Regions from separate parts of the Macaca mulatta genome. Here region 1 is linked to region 2. A link is a contact called in public Hi-C data. All regions are on one chromosome and are shown on one strand. The core of a region is the stretch at or near the end of the contact, and the rest is flanking DNA. Distances in the headings are between cores, read along the strand shown. Region 1 holds the start of LOC106999240. Region 2 holds the start of ARID3B (AT-rich interaction domain 3B).

Region 1 (4,781 bases), core at 281-2,780, 85 kb before region 2:
GTTAGCACGGCTGGAAAACGGAGATAACATTTCCCAGCCTGGCAAAAGAGCTGAGAAGTATGAGAGTTATAAGGTACCGCACACAAAGCAGTAATAAAGAGTATCCTTCCTTTAACACATTCTAGGCAAGTAAAATATTGGAAATAGCAGATATCATCCTCCCAGCCAGGGCTCTAGGGCCTATTTCTCAATTATTTCTGATTCTCTAAAACCTCAGCAAACAGCTTGTTTAAAAAGCAGCTAAAGGCCACAATTATGCTTTGGGAAGCTCTGCTCTGCACAATAAGGAAAATGGTGATGTGAAGGAAACCAAGCCAGGGATGTCAACTTTGAGTACAGGCCTTGTCGGCTTCTCATTTGCTGTTCCTGGCCAGAGAACTGGGCTGACTAGAAGTGCAGCCAGCCAGGTCAGCGGCTGCCCTCCCAGATTCCAGCCACCCCAGCACCCATGGTTATTTTTGGCTGGCACTGCCCTACCACTGCAACCTCAAACCTGCCACCTAGCAAGCCTCCACCACCAACGGGTGAAACGCTTCTTCTTTTCAAGGACATCAAGGAGGGAAGCTGGAAGGCCGCCAACTCCGCCTCTGCTGGGGGCCTGGTTCAGGCAATTTCCACCCCAGCTCCACATCAGGGCACCCACACCCGGAACTAAAGCTAGAGACTCCCAGCAGGACGGAGGAGCAGCCAGGGGATTTGTACTGTCAGCTTGGCCCAGCCCATCCCCCGGGCTGGAGCGGCTCCATCACCACAACAAAACACACAAGGGGGCCTGCGCTATAGTTCGCGTCCCTTCCTGCCGCGCCAGGTCCCAGGGGTCTCAGAGTCCCCTCTCCTGTAACCGCCACCAGTGGCGCCGAGGGGAATCCCGGGGGCAGAGGCAAAGCCGAACTGGGCCAGAATCAAACTCCAGGCCGCCAAGGGAGGAGTCGTCTGTGGACCAAGTCTGAAGCCAGGGGTAGGGGAGGTGTCTGAAGGGTCTCTGGCTATTCCACGTCGGACCCGACCCCATTCCGCGGGCAGGCACAAAGCCTAAACTGGACTCTTGAGCGGCCCCAGAGACCGTTCAGGCTCCGCCTTCAACACCGCGGAATCGAGGTCAGGGTCCGCAGTGACCGCCCTCCGGGGCAGAAGCAGCGGGTCAGGGGTGAGAGGTCGAGGCTGCGGCCCGAGGTGGGCCGAAGAGGAGAAAGAAAGGGAGTAAGCCGAGACCGAATGGCACCAGCGCGCCTGCCCCGCCGACTCACCCCCGGCCGCCGCCACCGCTGTCGCCGCCGCGGGCCCCAGCCCACACTTACCGTCTCCCAGGCTCCGGCTGCAGCTAGGCCCCACTCCCCGCTCCGAGCGCTTCTTCCGCTTCCGGCTGCGACCTCCGCCCGTGGCGGCCCCGCCCCCTCGCGTGACGCAGGCGTCGCGAGCCCCGGCTCGACCCGGCTCGGAGGCCTGGCCGCTCTAGCCCCCGACTCGAAGGCTCCGGGACACCAGCCCTCTCCGCTCCGGTGGGCGCCGCGGCCTCGGAGACTAGTTCCGGGAGGGTCGAGGGGACGGGCCCGGCCCGGCCCGCCTCCCGCCGTGTCGCGGCGCACGTAGGTTCCCCGACCTGACAGGTGCGCGGCCCGGGCCGGCTGGGCTCTCAGAGCCGAGACGTGGGGCCCCGACCCGGCCGCGGGGCTGGGCCCGCTCCGTCGCCCCGACCCCGCGTGGTCCGCCAACTCCCTTCTGCGCGCGGAGAGGACGGGCATTGTTCTCGGGGCCCCGGAGAGCGCGAGAGCGGCCTGAGGTCTGTGCGCTGGGGCTCGGGAAGGCGGACGCGACTCCGCTTGCGCGAAACGAGCGAACGACACATTGTCTTGGTGTGTGCGGGTTTTTCGAAAGCCGTGGTGGGGCTCCCAGCTAGCCAGTGCGTGCTGGGCAGTTGCTGGGAAGACACCCTAGTGCTACTCTGGCGGGGCCTGTCGGCGGGGCCGGGGTCTGGCGGGGAGGAGATCCCCTCTCCTTGAGCCCCCTCCGGTGGAGCAGCTTCCTGCCAGCCTGCGTGGCCTCTCCGTTAAGACTCCCCCTCCAGACAAAACCCCCGCCAGCCGCATCTCCGGGCCACTGGACAGCCCCGTTTGGCAGAGGCCTCGAGCGTGAGGTCACCAAAATCCCTGACACCTACTGTCCCGCGCCAGGTCGGGCAGGATTACGAGGCCCTACTTTGCAGATGAGAAAACTGAGGTGGGGCTCTTTTGAGAGACCTCACTGTGAGCGTGCGCGTCCCTCCCGGTCTGGGAGTGGCGTCCCCGGCCTCGCGAGCGTCGTGCAGCAGAGCGACAGGGCGTGGCGCCTAATTGTCCCCACGCCACGCGAGGGCTAGAAATCCTCAGTCGGGGCGGACCATCCCTCCAGGCACCGCCCCCTCTTCGGGACCGCTCCGCGGGGGCGCCAAGGGTTTCCCCACCACCGTGGGGCTCCCCACCGGCCGGCCAGCCGCTGCCCAGCCCATACCCACTCCCCCGCGGGGCTGGGCCCGCCCCTGACGCGGGACGCTGTCGCAGGGGGGCCCCCCTTCCAAGCTGCGACTGTGCTTCAAGTCCTTCGCCAGCGGCTCTCCCTGAAACGGGGGATCTCACAGCATGATTTGTAGGGGTGTTTAGTATCCCCCAAATCTCTGCCAGCTCCACCACGGCTACCGGAAGTAAACAATAGACGCTAATTCAAAACTAGGTCCCCTTCCAAAAAATTACAAAAATTAGCCGGACTTGGTGGCGCGTGCCTGTAGTTCCAGCCCCTTGCAGCGGACTGAAGCAGGAGGATCGCTTGATCTCAGGGGGTTGAGATTGCAATGAGCTGTGATCACACCACCGCACTCCAGCCTGGGCGACAGAGCGAGACCCTGTCTCAAAAAACAATTAAAAAATCTGCCAGGCACGGTTGTTCACGCCTGTAATCCCAGTACTTTGGGAGGCTGAAGTGGATGGATCACCTGAGGTCAGGAGTTCGAGACCAGCCCGGCCAACATGGCGAAACCCCATTTCTGCTAAAAATACAAAAATTAGCTGGACGTGGTGGCACGCGCCTGTAGTCCCAGCTGCTGGGGAGGCTGAGGTGGGAGAATCACTTGAACCCGGGGGGCAGAGATTGCAGTGAGCCGAGATCAGGCCACTTCACTGCGGCCTGGGCAAAACAGCGAAACTCCATCTCAAAAAAGAAAGTCAGGAGCCGCTTCGGTGTACAGGGGGTGACCCAGATCAGCTGCTGAGGTCCTGCCCCATAAGGTCCTACCTCAAAAGCTGAAGATTTTGAAAAATCCCAGGCTGTCTGAGATGCCATTCCTGCCTGGTCCCCATGGCCTCAGCCACACTAGCCAGGTTCCATCCCAGGGTTTCATCAGCTCAGATGAGGTGGGAGGCCTCTGTGGTGTCTCCTCCTCCCACCACTTAGTGTTGCCTGAGTTTCCATGGCTCCAGGATACCAGCCCTGAGGAATGGATGTTCTCAGAGAAGCTCCTGTCCCCAGCCCTGCCCTGAGCTCCAGGCTCTGATGGGGTAAGTTAGTCACCTTCCTACCAAACTGCCTACCATTAAGAATCCAGGAGTCCCTGCCTCCCAGTCACGAAGCAACTCTCTTTTTCTGAGGTGGAAAAGAAGCTATCTCCCAGCTCTCTCCCTCTCCACACTTTGCAGCCTGGAGGCCATCCTGCCTGGCATTCTACCCTTAGAGTTTCATTCTTTTGTGGCTTTCACAGCTTTCAGACACTTGGAGAAAGATGTGCCCCCAGGTGAGGTTTGGGTAACTCCTCCTCTCCCATCCCCACCCCAGAAGAGGCTTGCTGCACCTCCCCTGCCCCTCAGGCCCAAGCTCCTGTCTCAGTCCTCAGCCTCTGTGGAGGTGAGGACTGCAGCATATCTCAAGGGCACCTGGGGAGGTGCCGCTGCCCTGCATCCTCCCAAACCCCACAGCTCTTCTCACCCCTCTTGGTCTCCCTTTTGCCCCCCACCTCCACTTCCACTGAGCTTAGGGCTCAGCTCACTGCCTGCCAGGCCCAGCTGCTCTGATGCCCTCCTTGTCCTATTGTCCTTACTCTCTCCTCTGTCTGCCTCATCTGACTGTGACTTCTCTGGAGGCAGTTGATTCACCTCTGAGCCTTGGCCCCAGGGTCACCTCCCTGGAAAGCCTTCCTGGGGCTGCCCTGGCCTGCCCCCCTGCTCAGGACAATCTGGCCTGCATGTGCACTCCATTCTGTGGACCATGAGCCCCTCCCAGACCAAGCTGGGCACAGCTCAGGTTCTCACTAAGGGCAGGGGGCTGCCATGGAAAACCCATCACTACTGACTGGCAAGACAGTGCCTAGGCACAGTGGCATTGTGGGAACTGTGCCCAGTACGGGAGGTGGGGGCAGGGCCAGTCTTCATGGTCCATCTTAGAGAAGCCTTGTGTGGCAGTGATATTTTGGAGGGGAGGCAATTTTGGAGGGGCTGCAGGAGCCTGGGCCTGGAGTAAGGGGAGAGGAGAGTCAAGCTGTCCAGTGGGGAGAAGGCCTGGTGGGCGATGGTGCCATCCTGAGTGGAGAAGGCCTGGGAATGTGAGGAGTGGGGAGGTCAGGGTGGGGGTGGTAGAGGTGCCAGGTGTACCCACTGCTTAGGTGAAGACAACGCCTGTGTACTTTCAGAGCCTGGGCAGGGTGCCTCATGCCCAGGGTTGGGAGTCGGGAGGCAGTGGACTTGGGCCCAGACCCTAGAGGTGAGGAGGGTGATGGTGAGGGGTGTAGGGATGGCAACAGTGGCAGAACAGCCCCTGTC
Region 2 (4,981 bases), core at 551-3,050:
AAAAGCATTCTGGGGGCAGGTTTATCTGCATTCTTACCAATCAGTCTCCAAACACACATCACTTTCACACCCTGTTCTCCTTTAATTCCCCCACCTCTCCCCTGCAGGCCCTCACCCCCAACAAACTTCACTTGAGTTATGTTTCTTCAGCAAGTCTCCATAACTGAATGGATTACTATGCAAGGGCAAATTTTAGGTGAACAGGACTTGCAACATGGCGTACAATTTTGTCATCACATGAAAGAAGCTGCAGTGCACATGTTGGGACTTGATATCTGCATTGTTCCAGTGTTTTAGGATTGGGTTGAAAGACAAAAAAAGTGTCTTTAGCATCTTCAAAAATTCACGGAGAAGTAATCACATCTTTAGCAATAAAAACTGCTTGGATTTAAGATTTTTTTCCAGGTTAGAGTAAAAAAGGGTACAATTTTTAAAGCTAGGCCAATTAGTAGAGATTAAACATTCTCATTTTCTGTTTATCTTATAGCCCTGTTTGTGCCTTTTGTGTTCTGTGAAAGATTCGCATTCCAATTTGCCTCTTACTGCCTTTACTTCCTCTCTTGGCACTTTAGAAAGTGTGAGTTACGCTTGCAGCCATACTTTCATTCTGCTTTAGCTCTTCTTACAGTGTAAAAAAGCATGACAAGATTTACATCCACATTAAATTCAGTTGGCAAAAGTGTTCATTTAAAATGAAAACAATTTGGGTCAAAGAAAATTACAGAATAAAGCAAATAATTCGGTGTTCATTTTAAATGTCCTCACAGTCATTACAGTCAATCAATCACGATTGGAATAATTTATCAACCAAGTCCTGCCAGTCACTGAACAACTGCTTCTTGTCTTGTGGCACCATCTTCTCTGAATGCTGTCCCCAGCAGAGGGGGAGGTGTCCCTCCCACAGCCTCTTATAGTAAGACTGAGATGACTCAGTTCTACAACTCAATACACACACCCTCCCCCAAAGAGCCCATCTTCCCGCAGTCCCTAAGCAGCCAGCGATCCAAACAATGCCACCTGCCTACATTTGGAGAACTTATGTCTCAAATCTAAACCTCTTCATCCCTTCACATGGGCCCCTCCCCCATTTCCCCTAAAGTTCCCGGACCACCAAGCCGGGTGCAACGGACTGCCTGCAGCTTTGAACCCGGCCTGCCGACCATTCCCCTACCTTTCCTGCCGGATTCGTTTGGCCCCGGGCCCCTGTAAGCCCCACAGCCCACCTCCCCGGTCACCCCTGCACGCCTCCCCCCATTCTTTATTCACCTTCCCCCATTTAGCCCTATCACTTTTACCTCTACCAACCCTCCCAGTCAATCCGCTGGCTCTTCTCCGATGGCCCCCGCCCCACCTATCTGCGCCCACTCAGCTCCAGGGCCCCTCACCCTTCTTATCGCTTTATCTCAAATGCCCTAATGGGCACAGGGCGCTCGGGGCTCCCGCAGCGCTCTCACTTTCCTTCACGGTCCCCGCGCCCCCGGCCCGCGCCTTCCCCTCTCTCTCCACACCTGCCTCGGCTCCTGGCCTCGGCCCCTCCACCTGCCGCAGCCTCCCCTCCCGCCGTGCCTGACGGAGCCGGGACCCGCACCGCTTACCTGTGCGGGGCGCTCCGGGTTTTCGGGCGGCGGAGGAGGAGGCGGCCGCTCAGGCCCCGGCACAGCAGCTGCGTCTCGGACTCCTCCGCAGCCGGGGGCCACAGCCGGGGCGGGGCCCGCACCGGAAGCGGCGCCGCGGGGCCGGACCGCCGGCCAGGGGCGGGGGGCGGACGGCCGGCCAGGGGCGGACCGCGGGCCGGGCGCGGGGGCGGGGGCGGGGCGGGGCCACAGGGGGCGGGGCGGGCCCGAAGCCGGAAGCCGCTAAAAAGGGACCGGGTTGGGGGGCGGGGGTGGGACGAGGCGGAAGTGGGTCCCACGGACTGCGCCGCCCGACTGAGTCGTGGGAGGAAGCGAATGGAAGCGGGCGGAAGCTTCGGCCAATGGCAAGTGCGGACACAGAGGGGTTCCGGTGTGAGCACTTACGCGGGGAGTTGAAAAGAGCCGGGCTGGAGATAGTGTTATGCGAGCGTTTTCTGTTGCGGAGGTTGGTGTGGCTCGGGCGGTTGGCTGGGAGGAAAGTAACTAAAGAGCAGAGGAGTGTAGGGTTCGGTCCACTACTCAATCTCCTGCCTTCAAGCCCGTCTTCCTCAGGGGTTCCCATGTTTAGATCAGCTTGTCTCTAAACTTCTCCGCTCCTTCCTGGGACAGAGACCTGGCTGTCCTGAGAATGTTGCGTCCCTTGAAAGCTTCTCACGTGAATTAGTATTCTCAGGTCTCAGTTTCCAGAGGTCGGGATTATGTGCTAGGTGCTGTCACCTCTTGTAAAAACACTTGCTTCTCCAACCCTTCCTCTTAGACTCTGTCACCTATTTCACCCCGTTTGGAGATAATCTGCCGATCTGTGTATCCAGCTCCTTGTCTATCTCGCATCTGACCATCTTCTTTGATAATTTCAGAGCCTATGTGGCCAACCCGTTCAATATCGGGCCTCGTCTTTAGCGACCCTTATATCTGCCTCCCAATACCAGTCAAAACCTGGACCTTGCCCCTCGAAACGCTATACTCAGTAATTTGAACAACCCTTTTTTCAACCACAGCCTGCTATTCTCTCAGCTTGACTACTTTTGAACTATAGGCCTGATACAGTAGCTCACGCCTGTAATTTCAGCACTTTGGAAGGCTGAGGCAGGCGGATCTCTTGGGCTCAGCAGTTGGAGAGCAGCCTGGGCAACAAGGCGAAACCCCATCTCTACAAAAAATATAAAAATTAATGAGGCGTTTTGGCGCATGCCTGTGGTCCCATCTACTCGGGAGGCCGAGATGGGAAATCACCTGAGCCCAGGAGAGGCGGAGGTTGCAGTGAGCCATGATTGTGCTACTGCACTCCAGCCTGGGTGACAGAGATACTGTTCCCCCCCACCCCCAAAAAAATAGAATTACAGCATAACTGTATAAATGTTATTTCACTTTTTTTTTTTTTTTTTTTTTGAGGCGGAGTCTTCACTCTGTCGCCCAGGCTGGAGTGCAGTGGCGCGATCTCGGCTCACTGCAAGCTCCGCCTCCCGGGTTCGCGCCATTCTCCTGCCTCAGCCTCCCGAGTAGCTGGGACTACAGGTGGCCGCCACCGCGCCCGGCTAATTTTTTGTATTTTAGTAGAGACGGGGTTTCGCCGTGTTAGCCAGGATGGTCTCGATCTCCTGACCTCGTGATCCGCCCGCCTCGGCCTCCCAAAGTGCAGGGATTACAGGCGTGAGCCACCGCGCCCGGCCTTTTTTTTTTTTTTTTTTAAAGAAAGAGTCTTGCTCTGTCGCCCAGGCTGGAGTGCAGTGGCACAACCTCAGCTCACTGCAACCTCCGCCTCCCGGGTTCAAGCAGTTGTCCTGCCTCAGCCTCTCGAGTAGCTAGGATTACAGGTGTGCGCCACCAAGCCAGCTAATTTTTGCATTTTTAGTAGAGCCAGGTTTTGCCATGTTGGCCAGGCTGGTCTCGAACTCCTGAACTCAGGTGATCAGCCTGCTTCGGCCTCCCATAGTGCTGGGATTACAGGTGTAAGCCACTGTACCCGGCCTCATCTTTCACTTTATCAGAGCAGAGCATCTAATCGGTTGAAAGCCTCTACGTTATGTCTTATCCATTAATCCCCTCTTCACTTCCCTCCTTATCCATTTTAGATTCAGTGGTACATTATTACAGCTCTGCCCTTACTTAATCCCACCACAACACTCCCTTTTCCCTAACGAAATCCCTCACCCTGGATGGACCTATGTGTTTCTCCTTGCTTGTACCTTGTCATAGAAATTTGTCCTGTTGCTGGGCGTGGTGGCTCACACCTGTAATCCCAACACTTTGGGAGGCCAAGGTGGGCGGATCACGAGGTCAGAAGTTAGAGACCAGCCTGGCCAATATGGTGAAACCCCGTCTCTACTAAAAATACTAAAATTAGCTGGGTGTGGTGGCGCATGCCTGTAATCCCAGCTACTTGGGAAGCTGAGGCAGAAGAATTTCTTGAACCTGGAAGGCAGAGGTTGCAGTGAGCCGATATCGCGCCACTGCACTCTGGTCTCGGCAACAGAGCTAGATTCCATCTCAGAAAAAAAAAAAAAAAAAAAAATTGTCCTGTTGAGGCCGGGTATGATGGCTCACGCCTGTAATCCCAGCACTTTGGGCGTCCAAGGCCGGTCGATCACCTGAGGTCAGGAGTTTGAGACCAGCCTGACCAACATGGTGAAACCCTGTCTACTAAAAATACAAAAATTAGCCGGGCATGGTGGCGAAGACCTGTAATCCCTGCTACTCCAGAGGCTGAGGCAGGAGAGCTTGAACCTGGGAGGTGGAGGTTGCAGTGAGCTGAGATTGTGCCATTGTACTCCAGCCTGGGCAACAAGAGCAAAACTCTACCTCAAAAAAAAAAAAAGAAAATTGTCCTGCTGAACAGATTGGCATCACTACATTAATAATTACCAACTTTAAATGGACTGTGGGCCTGGTGTGGTGGCTCACACCTGTAATCTCAGCACTTTGGGAGGCTGAGGTGGGTGGATCATGAGGTCAGGAGTTTGAGCCCAGCCTGGCCAACATGGTGGAACATGGTGAGACCATGCTGGCCAACATGGTCTCTATTAAAAATACAAAAGTTAGCTGAGCGCAGTGGCAGGCTCCTGTAGTCCCAGCTACTCGGGAGGCTGAGGCAGGAGAATTGCTTGAACCTGGGAGGTGGAGGTTGCAGTGAGCTGAGATCACTCCACTGCACTCCAGCCTGGGTGATAGAGCAAGACTCCATCTCAAAAAAAAAAAGGACTGTGAACTGTGACTAGAAATTTCATTATATTTTTCTAGTCAACTTGCTCTCCACGATCTCTACAAATCTCTGATCTATACCCATACCACTTCCCCTGATTTCCTTATCATATAAGTAACAGAAAATGTAGAATGTCCTGAAATCGAGA

The links. Hi-C and Micro-C count contacts between places; a contact is called where the count stands out from the background.
Region 1: a Hi-C map of liver shows a contact between it and region 2, with 3 times the contacts expected there. The contact joins the promoter of LOC106999240 here to the promoter of ARID3B in region 2. A contact is called at or near these places in 5 of 14 Hi-C or Micro-C datasets (blood, cortical neurons, fetal cortex germinal zone and 2 more).

Annotation. Positions count from the first base shown.
Region 1 is chr7:52,549,561-52,554,341 of T2T-MMU8v2.0, reverse strand. LOC106999240 reads left to right here and starts at 1,530. Exons shown (of 7, transcript XR_013395771.1): 1 at 1,530-3,527; 2 at 3,666-3,760. All of the region lies in intron 1 of CLK3 (CDC like kinase 3), which reads right to left.
Region 2 is chr7:52,464,365-52,469,345 of T2T-MMU8v2.0, reverse strand. ARID3B (AT-rich interaction domain 3B) reads right to left here and starts at 1,800. Exons shown (of 9, transcript XM_015142720.3): 1 at 1,596-1,800.